Linked DNA regions of Zea mays: region 2 is linked to region 1. Evidence: chromatin contacts called from public Hi-C data. All regions are on one chromosome and are shown on one strand. The core of a region is the stretch at or near the end of the contact, and the rest is flanking DNA. Distances in the headings are between cores, read along the strand shown.

What was found. Hi-C and Micro-C count contacts between places; a contact is called where the count stands out from the background.
Region 2: a Hi-C map of tassel shows a contact between it and region 1, with 2.7 times the contacts expected there. The contact joins the promoter of LOC103648253 here to the promoter of LOC100280657 in region 1. A contact is called at or near these places in 4 of 25 Hi-C or Micro-C datasets (ear, endosperm, leaf and 1 more).

Annotation. Positions count from the first base shown.
Region 1 is chr2:239,656,360-239,660,635 of Zm-B73-REFERENCE-NAM-5.0, reverse strand. It overlaps LOC100280657 (60S ribosomal protein L4-like), which reads left to right and starts at 2,754. Exons shown (of 2, transcript NM_001374413.1): 1 at 2,754-3,879. The coding sequence starts at 2,779.
Region 2 is chr2:239,802,561-239,806,780 of Zm-B73-REFERENCE-NAM-5.0, reverse strand. It overlaps LOC103648253 (probable flavin-containing monooxygenase 1), which reads left to right and starts at 2,896. Exons shown (of 1, transcript XM_035965596.1): 1 at 2,896-4,083. The coding sequence starts at 3,403. The coding sequence ends at 3,846. LOC103648252 (probable flavin-containing monooxygenase 1) reads left to right here and starts at 3,985. Exons shown (of 4, transcript XR_004856551.1): 1 at 3,985-4,220. TRNAF-GAA (transfer RNA phenylalanine (anticodon GAA)) reads right to left here and starts at 1,460; the gene lies at 1,388-1,460.

The DNA of each region.
Region 1 (4,276 bases), core at 1,505-4,004:
CTCAATAATATTTTCAATGCTTTTCAGAAATTCTTTCCTCTGTGGAGGAATAATTTCCAGAAGCTTTTTAACATGCTCTGCATAAGATCTGATTTCCTTTTTCTGATTGAAGGGAGAACATACAAGATAAATTAGTCACTGTTGAACCATGGTTTGAGAGTCATCAATAATGAAAGAAATAGCTTAGTTCAAACGATTCAAAGATCATCTTGTTCCTGCATACACTGAGAGCAAACCACCATGGGAGATTGTCATGCATGCCATGAACCGTGTGCTCACACCAACATAGGTCAATTCTAATGCATGTGTTGTTGGCACCAAGTTCTGATGGGATAACACAACACATGCCTACAACATTTTGCTAATTGGAAGCGTAACAAACTTGAGGGTTTACATTCCATCTATGGTATAGCGGGATACCTAGAAGGTCAAATATATATAGCACGTTCTCGGTTGAACTTGAAGTCATCAATCCTGCAACGCGCACAACTCAGTAAGCATCAAGATAAACATAGTATCACGAGTGCACGTGAATACATGATAAACAACTGGTCAACAATTTAAAACCCTTACGCGCTTCGTAAACATCACGTTCATGTCATGCCTGTCGTGACGCATAAGAGAAGATCGATAGCATCTGTGATGTTCTGCTCCCGGTCATTTTTTACCGTCAACGATGGGGGGAGGGGGGATCTCCCACCTGTATTCGTTGCAGGATGTTGTTTTTTTGCCAGATGTACCCCTCATTGTAACTGTTAGTCTTCTGTTTGTTAACATACCCCTTATCCTTGTCTTATGAATCCAAACCATTAACACGACATGAAATGCGACAACCAGGAAACCTAATTACTACATGCCAGCTCACAAGTCGCCGTTACATCCCAACACAACACCATTCCTGCATTGATCCATCGAACACAAACATCTAGATCTCATGAGAGTTAGGACTTAGGACCAAATATGTTCAGCGATGTTGGGATCGATAAGGCGCTCAGCCACGAGCGAGAGCAACCTATGTTGCGACACCTCCTCCAGTCAGGGTTCAGGCTGATCACATTCTTCAGCAGCGGCACGTTACCTGCACACACCCACGTCACACATAGGTGTCATGAACATCATAGACGACTGCGTGGCACACACCTTGAGAGTCGAATGAGGGGGGAGGGAGCTTACATATGTCGAGGAGCAGGCATGGACCGTTGTCCTTCTGGTAGACGATGGGCATGCGTCGTCCGAGGAAGTCAGCAGCCCTCGTCCGATGCATCACATCGGTCGACTCAACGAGATGGGGATTTGCATCTGCCCCTCTGGCAGGGCCACCGGCGAGGCGAGGTGGGGCGAGGGATAAGATGAGTTAGGATAGATCTCCCACGTGGTGGTCACGACACGGAAGAGAGGTAAATCGTCGGAACCATAAACTTAGTGCGACGTCGCTGACTCCGGTGCCTACTCCGTGCTTCCCGAGCATTTTCGACATCACTCCTCTCGCTGTGTGGGCAACACCGGATGGGCGAGGCCCTCTCTACCTCGCACCACTGAGGCCATTGGCAAGTAGGAAAGGATGCGACTCGACGGTGGGGCCAGAGGAGGCGGTGGTCATACCGGTGAACTAGGCCTGAGTCATCCTGTGCATCGCGGAGGCGACGACGTGCGACGAGGGTGCGGTGGCTCGAGCAGGAGTGGAAGCAGAGAAAGAAGAGAAAGAGGTAACAGACAGGTGGACGTAACGCTCATCCGCTGAATCGAATGTAAATTTTGGGTCCGACCATAGCCGACACGCGTCGCAAGCTAGATGGACTTCACATTCGTGAAATGCAGGCGTGCATGCAGACGGGGTGAGGTTTTAAGGAAGTAGATATGGATTCCCAACATAAAAGCTCATGGTACCTCAAAAAACTTAGCTTACTTTTACTATAAATTTAGACTCAAAGGAAGCATTTTTAGTGATGAGATAGAATCAATTTAACAAACTATTTGGTTGGTAGGCTAGATTACTTAACTGTTTTCCATTAAAAATGTCATACCAAATAAAAATATATTACAAATAAACCAGAATTTGTTGTCAGCGAATAATACATTCGATAAATCTATTTTAATTTGATGCATTTAAACAGCTAACTAGAAAAAGAATTGGTTGCTAATGTATGATATAGGAGGCTTGCTGCGGTTTTAATCCAGCTACGGCCGCGACTTCTACAATATTTATCTCTATGGATTGTAGCAGCAGCAACAGCAGCAGCTCATATGAACACTTTAAATCTAATACAATCGTGAGCAATCCAACAAGGTGGGCAATTTACCTTCTCCCATGACATAGTAGATAAGTGGACATTGTCTGCATCATTAGATTAGTCACGGATACACCAAGTTTGAAGTGCTCATGTGAGCTAGAGGCTCAGTGAAACAAATACATTCTCATAGGGAAGAACAGAAAAAGAATCACTAGAACTCAGGGTCGAGCTATTTCTCATGTGGGAGTGCTCAACCAGCTCTTCTCACGAACCCATCAGGCCATTACGGGCCTCCCTCGGCTCGGCTCCGAAAATGGGCTACAGCACCGCAGCATGGTCTAGCACAGCAGCCTGACAGAGATCTCAAGGCCCAGCCCACTCGATTTCACTCAAATCCCACCGCTCGTTTCATACCAACGAACCAGATCGCTCCCACTGACCCCCCGCACACAAACCCTAGTAACCTCCACCTATATAGTCTCTTCCCACTGCGTCAAGCCTCCATTCGCACCACCGCCGCGCCGCCCAAATCACAGCCACCGCCGCCATGGCCGCCTCCAGCCGCCCTCTCGTCTCCGTGAAAGCCCTGGAGGGCGACATGGTCACGGACGCCCCCGGCATCGCCTTACCGCCCGTCTTCGGGGCACCGATCCGCCCGGACGTGGTCCGCTTCACCCACAAGCTGCTGTCCTGCAACAAGCGCCAGCCTTACGCAGTCTCCCGCCGCGCTGGCCACCAGACGTCGGCCGAGTCCTGGGGTACGGGCCGCGCTGTGTCCCGTATCCCCCGTGTCCCCGGCGGCGGCACCCACCGCGCCGGCCAGGGAGCATTCGGCAACATGTGCCGCGGCGGACGCATGTTCGCGCCCACCAAGATCTGGCGCAAGTGGCACCGCCGCGTCAACGTCAACCTCCGCCGCGTCGCCGTCGCCTCGGCGCTCGCCGCCACCGCCGTCCCGGCCCTCGTCCAGGCGCGCGGCCACCGCATCGAGACCGTTCCCGAGATGCCCCTGGTTATCTCCGACTCGGCAGAGTCCATCGAGAAGACCTCCCAGGCGCTCAAGATCCTGAAGCAGGTCGGCGCCTACGCCGACGCCGAGAAGGCCAAGGACTCCGTCGGCATCCGCCCCGGCAAGGGTAAGATGCGCAACCGCCGCTACATTAACCGCAAGGGCCCGCTCGTCGTCTACGGCACAGAAGGCTCCAAGGTCGTCAAGGCCTTCCGCAACCTCCCCGGCGTGGACGTCGCCAACGTCGAGCGCCTCAACCTGCTCGACCTCGCCCCCGGTGGCCACCTCGGGCGCTTTGTGATCTGGACCGAGAGCGCGTTCAAGAAGCTCGAGGAGGTGTATGGGAGCTTCGACGCGCCGTCGCAGAAGAAGAAGGGCTTTGTTCTGCCGAGGCCCAAGATGGCCAACGCTGACCTGGGCAGGATTATCAACTCTGACGAGGTGCAGTCTGTGGTTAAGCCACTCAACAAGGAGGTGAAGCGCAGGGAGAAGAGGAAGAACCCGCTCAAGAACATGGCTGCTGTGCTCAAGCTGAACCCCTACCTCGGCACTGCCCGGAAGATGGCCACCCTTGCTGAGGCTGCCCGAGTCAAGGCCCGGAAGGAGAAGCTTGATTCCAAGAGGACCAAGCTTACCTCGGTATGACCATCTCTCACTCCATTGTGCATCTATTGTGAATATATGATCATTCAAATAGGAACTATTTAGTTATGTGGTATATTCCATTACAGGGACTTTGTTATGTCTGCTGTCTGGACTGTACATTTTGTGCTTTGCTTGCTGTCTAGTGAATACTGCTACTTTAGCTTTTAACTTGTTCGCTGTAGCACATATTTTAACAAAGTTGGGAATTTTGGCATGCTTGTGTCAGCTAGTCGCGGAGCACTGCATATGCATTACTCGATAATATACTAGAACTGAATGCTTGTTGTTCTTGGTAGGTCATGTTAGGCCTTTTTGTGTTACTTGTATTATGTTGTTGATTTAGATGACTAGAGAAATGTTAGCAATATACTGGTGTGGTGTCCTACCATCT
Region 2 (4,220 bases), core at 1,647-4,146, 150 kb before region 1:
AATTCTGAATTTCTGTATAAGACTATGTTTTATATGCATTTTCAGTTCAAAGTTATCTTAGGCGTCTAAATTCGTGATTTAGACTGCATATATTGTAAAGACATATCTGTTTTATTGTACATAGAGCAAATTTTAGTTCGTGAATTATTGTTTGTTTTACATTAATAATTCACATATCTCTACTTGCTATTATTTACGCATTCATTTATGTTTGCATATAAATATAGCATTTATTAAGTTAGACTTAATAAATCTCATGCAAAAAAAAAAGAAATTACATTATTTTGGATCAAGAGCATAGGGAGATAGAGTCCTAAGCATTGGCTACACTAAATTCTTTTATAGAATTTAGTAGCCCATAGACCGTGCTTGAGGCAGCATTTGGAATGCCTATCTCTATGAGGTCTACATCTTTCGGGATGACTACCTATACGTGCTATCCAAAATAACAAGATATGGAGTTATTGAATTTTACTTTGATAATTAGTAGAGCATGGGTAGTGGAGACCTAAGCATTGGCTGCGATTTGTTCATTCATGAACTTATCTGCCCAGAGACCGTGCTTTTATTGCAATCTAGTTCTCCGGTCTGATCCATGCATAGAGACACACAAAAGCGAACCCCGAAGAAACAAGGGTTCCAGTCTCCCTCCTCATGCAATGCCGGCTGCCGGAGGAAAGCTCACATCGTGGGCCCGGCCGGCCGGCACAGGGCCCCCCACGGGCCACGGCCGTCGATATGCGTCGTCGGAGATGACACTGTTGTGACCTTTTCCTGTCCGTTTGGTAGCACGTCGTTCTCACCGTCACGTACATGATCGACGAAAGAGCTCTAGTCTGTCTAGGCCACGGCCAGGCCTTCGTCGTCGGACGGTCGTCGGAGAGGGCAGAGAGGCGCGCGGGCGCCGATCGAACGGACGGCCAGGATTCGTTGGCCGGATCACGTCGTCGGGTGTCAGACTGTCAGCTGACCAGTGACATGACTCGTGCGCCATGCACATGCACTGTGTGTGTGTCCATGCGCATCGTCGGCTGGACATGGCTGCATGGATGCGCCGGCTGGTAACGCGTCAGTTTTCTATGCGCGCTCTCGTGATCATCTCTCTCCCCCTTTTGAATCTATCTATATACCTTCTTTCTATAGGCTGCATTGGTATAACACTATAATCATAATGTTGTAAAACTATTAGTTTTAAGAAACAACATTGTTGATAAATAGGCCCTTAGAGCATGTAAAACATTTAAAGCAACAACCCTGTGAATTGGAGAGAAAATAAAGAGAGAGAAAAATCGAATGACTGAATGAATTGGAGAGAGAAAACAAATAGCAGAAGAACAATGAAATGACTTAATGAATTGCAGAAAAAGGTAAAACAAATAATAAAAAATGCGGTGAGCGTGGATCGAACACGCGACCTTCAGATCTTCAGTCTGACGCTCTCCCAACTGAGCTATCCCCGCTGTGTTTTTCTTCTACGTTTATTTGATTTGTTGAAAACCGTAGTGTGTGGCAAAGCAATGTTACATGTCCCCCATGAGTTCCTGTCGCTGGCCATCGTCGTCGTCGGCTGCTCTGTCTCTGCTTGCGCAGAGGGCCACCACGGGACGGGAACAGCCACGTGCGCCAGTGGCCCTCTGTGCTGTGCATGCCGACGCTGCCATTGGCGCAGTATAGTTCAAAGCAGCAGAAACTAAATTCGTTATGTAGTTCAAAGCTGCAGATACTGAAATTCATGTGGATCCCAAACCATTCATTCATCAAAGTTGTTTATACTCAGAGAGGGGAGGGGCCCAAAAAAGAAGGAAAAAAAAAACAGAGTAGAGTACGGTGGACTGGCAGCGTAGTCTGGGCCTAAAATCGAGGGGCCCAAAGAGCCTTGTAGGTACAATAATGGGCTACACGTTTCAGCTGTTTTTTTTAGTGGCTAGTAATAAGATTCATCTATCCTCCTAGTCTAGATATGATGGCATGTTGGCTTATTTGGTTTCATCCTTTCAGCTCACTCAGACCAGACCTTGTTTTTAACCTACTCCTGCACCTACTCGAGAAGAGCTACATCGACACCTTGGAAGACAGTTCATGCTTGAAAATCTCCTAAGGGCTGATTTGGTGATTAGGGATCCCTAGGGGATCCATAATTTTGAATAGCAAGAGGATTTCTTCCCCTCGGGATTCCCGGTCACCAAATCAGCCCCAAATCAGCCCTAAGGTAGGGATCCCGGGAGGATTGGAGGGAATTGAGAGTAAAATAGTTTATTTCCCCCTTAATTCCCTCCAATCCTCCTGAGATCCTGGGTCACCAAATCAGCTCTACAACGTTGAGGAGTTCATCCGACAGGAGGCGGAGGAGAGACCTAACAGCAGATCAGAGCCGAGCGAGGGATTGCTTGACTTTGCACGAGGGCTCCTGCGCATTTTGCTGGGCTTTGCACGAGAGGCCCATCGGAGCCTCGACCCATCGAAGCCTAAACACGCATAACCTTATATTAGTTAGACACTGATGCAAAGTTTGATATATACTTGTCACGTAGTTCTCTATGTATCAAAGGGCTCATGTATGACTCATACATCAATCTCAACCATATATACACCATGAAATAGAGCATATGCTTTATGGATATCAAATACATGGAAACCTTTTAATAAGCTACCCACACAGCCTCATAGCTAGGTTATTAAAACTCAATTATTCCTGAGCATGCATAATCGTTGACAGAGATAATCTATATTAACAATGGTTACAAAAAAAAAGACATCGCTCAGCATGGCACCACCAGGTAAACTGAGCATGAGAGATGATCGAGCAAGCCAGGCAGGCAGGCAGCAGAAACAAGTCACACACAATAATGCATCGGATTATGTGATGAAGCCATGAAGGCTTCTGTTGCTCAATGGTAGATTGTTTTGTTTTTTTTCTCATACAATAGTGCACGCACGCGCCCCATGCTGAATCCTACAGCTAGTACAAGATCCGATATCCTTGGTTTCTTATTCTCAAGCACCAAAGGATGGCACATGGCATGAGACGACTATATCGATTCCCTATTATTAGCAGCCTGATCCTATTTATATTTATATTTTAAAAAAAATCAATTGAGCTGGTAGTTCCGTGACAACTAAGCTATATCACATCCATTTTTGGTATTCTCTGATCCAGCTCTCTGCCTGCCTGCACCCCAGATGTTTGACTTGTTAGCAAAAGTTTTAAAAAGCTAGCATGCAGAGAACGAGCTCATACAATATTGCATGCACCGCCAGCTTTCTATAAGATCGCCACCTCACTGATCAGGGTAGTCAGTCACCACTCACCAGGTCTTCCACTTGCTCACGCGCGCTTGCTAGCTGAGCTGCACAGCACAGCCGTCAGCTAGCCAAGCCTCCGCACCGCGCCGGCCGGCTGGCATGGAGAAGAAGCGGGTGGTCATCGTGGGGGCCGGCGTGAGCGGCCTGGCGGCGTGCAAGCACCTCCTGGAGCTGGGGTGCCGGCCGACCGTGTTCGAGGCGGACACGGTGCTGGGCGGCGTGTGGGCGCGCGCGCCGGCCTGCACCGAGCTGCAGACGCCGCGCCCCTTGTACCAGTACGCGGACTTCCCGTGGCCGGAGAGCGTGACGGAGACGTTCCCGAGCCACCGCCAGGTGTCGGCGTACCTGGACGCGTACGCGCGCCGCTTCGGCGTGCTCGGCTGCGTCCGCTTCGGCCGCCGTGTGGTCGGCATGGAGTACCGCGGCGTCGGCGAGCGGGACGTGGCCGCGTGGGAGGAGTGGGCCGGAAACGGCCAGGCCTTCGGCGGCGCCGGCGCCGGCGAGTGTGTCAGGCATCCAGTGACAGATACAGGCTACGTCTGAGGACATAAATACAATTGGGCCGGGGCAGAGTGAGCGAGCCGGACGGCAATTGTGAAGCTGAGCGGCCCAGAGTGGTCAGCAATGTAATTTTATGTCTTGAGCCAGTTGAACGAGTATTTAGAGGAGATCGTCCATAGGACAAGGAAGATATTCAGACTGTAAACAGAACTATACCTTCTTCTTCGTCTCTAACCTCTGCTTCCTCTGTTCCTATGAATCTCTTGCTATCTTCCTGAATCCCCAGTTCCTGCTTCCTACCTCCAATTCCTGTCTCGGATCTATCTCCACTACCTGCTGCTAACAATTGGTATCAGATTCGTTCGATCCTCGACTTCAATTTGCCCACGCCATGTCGCTCGATTTCAAGCTCATCC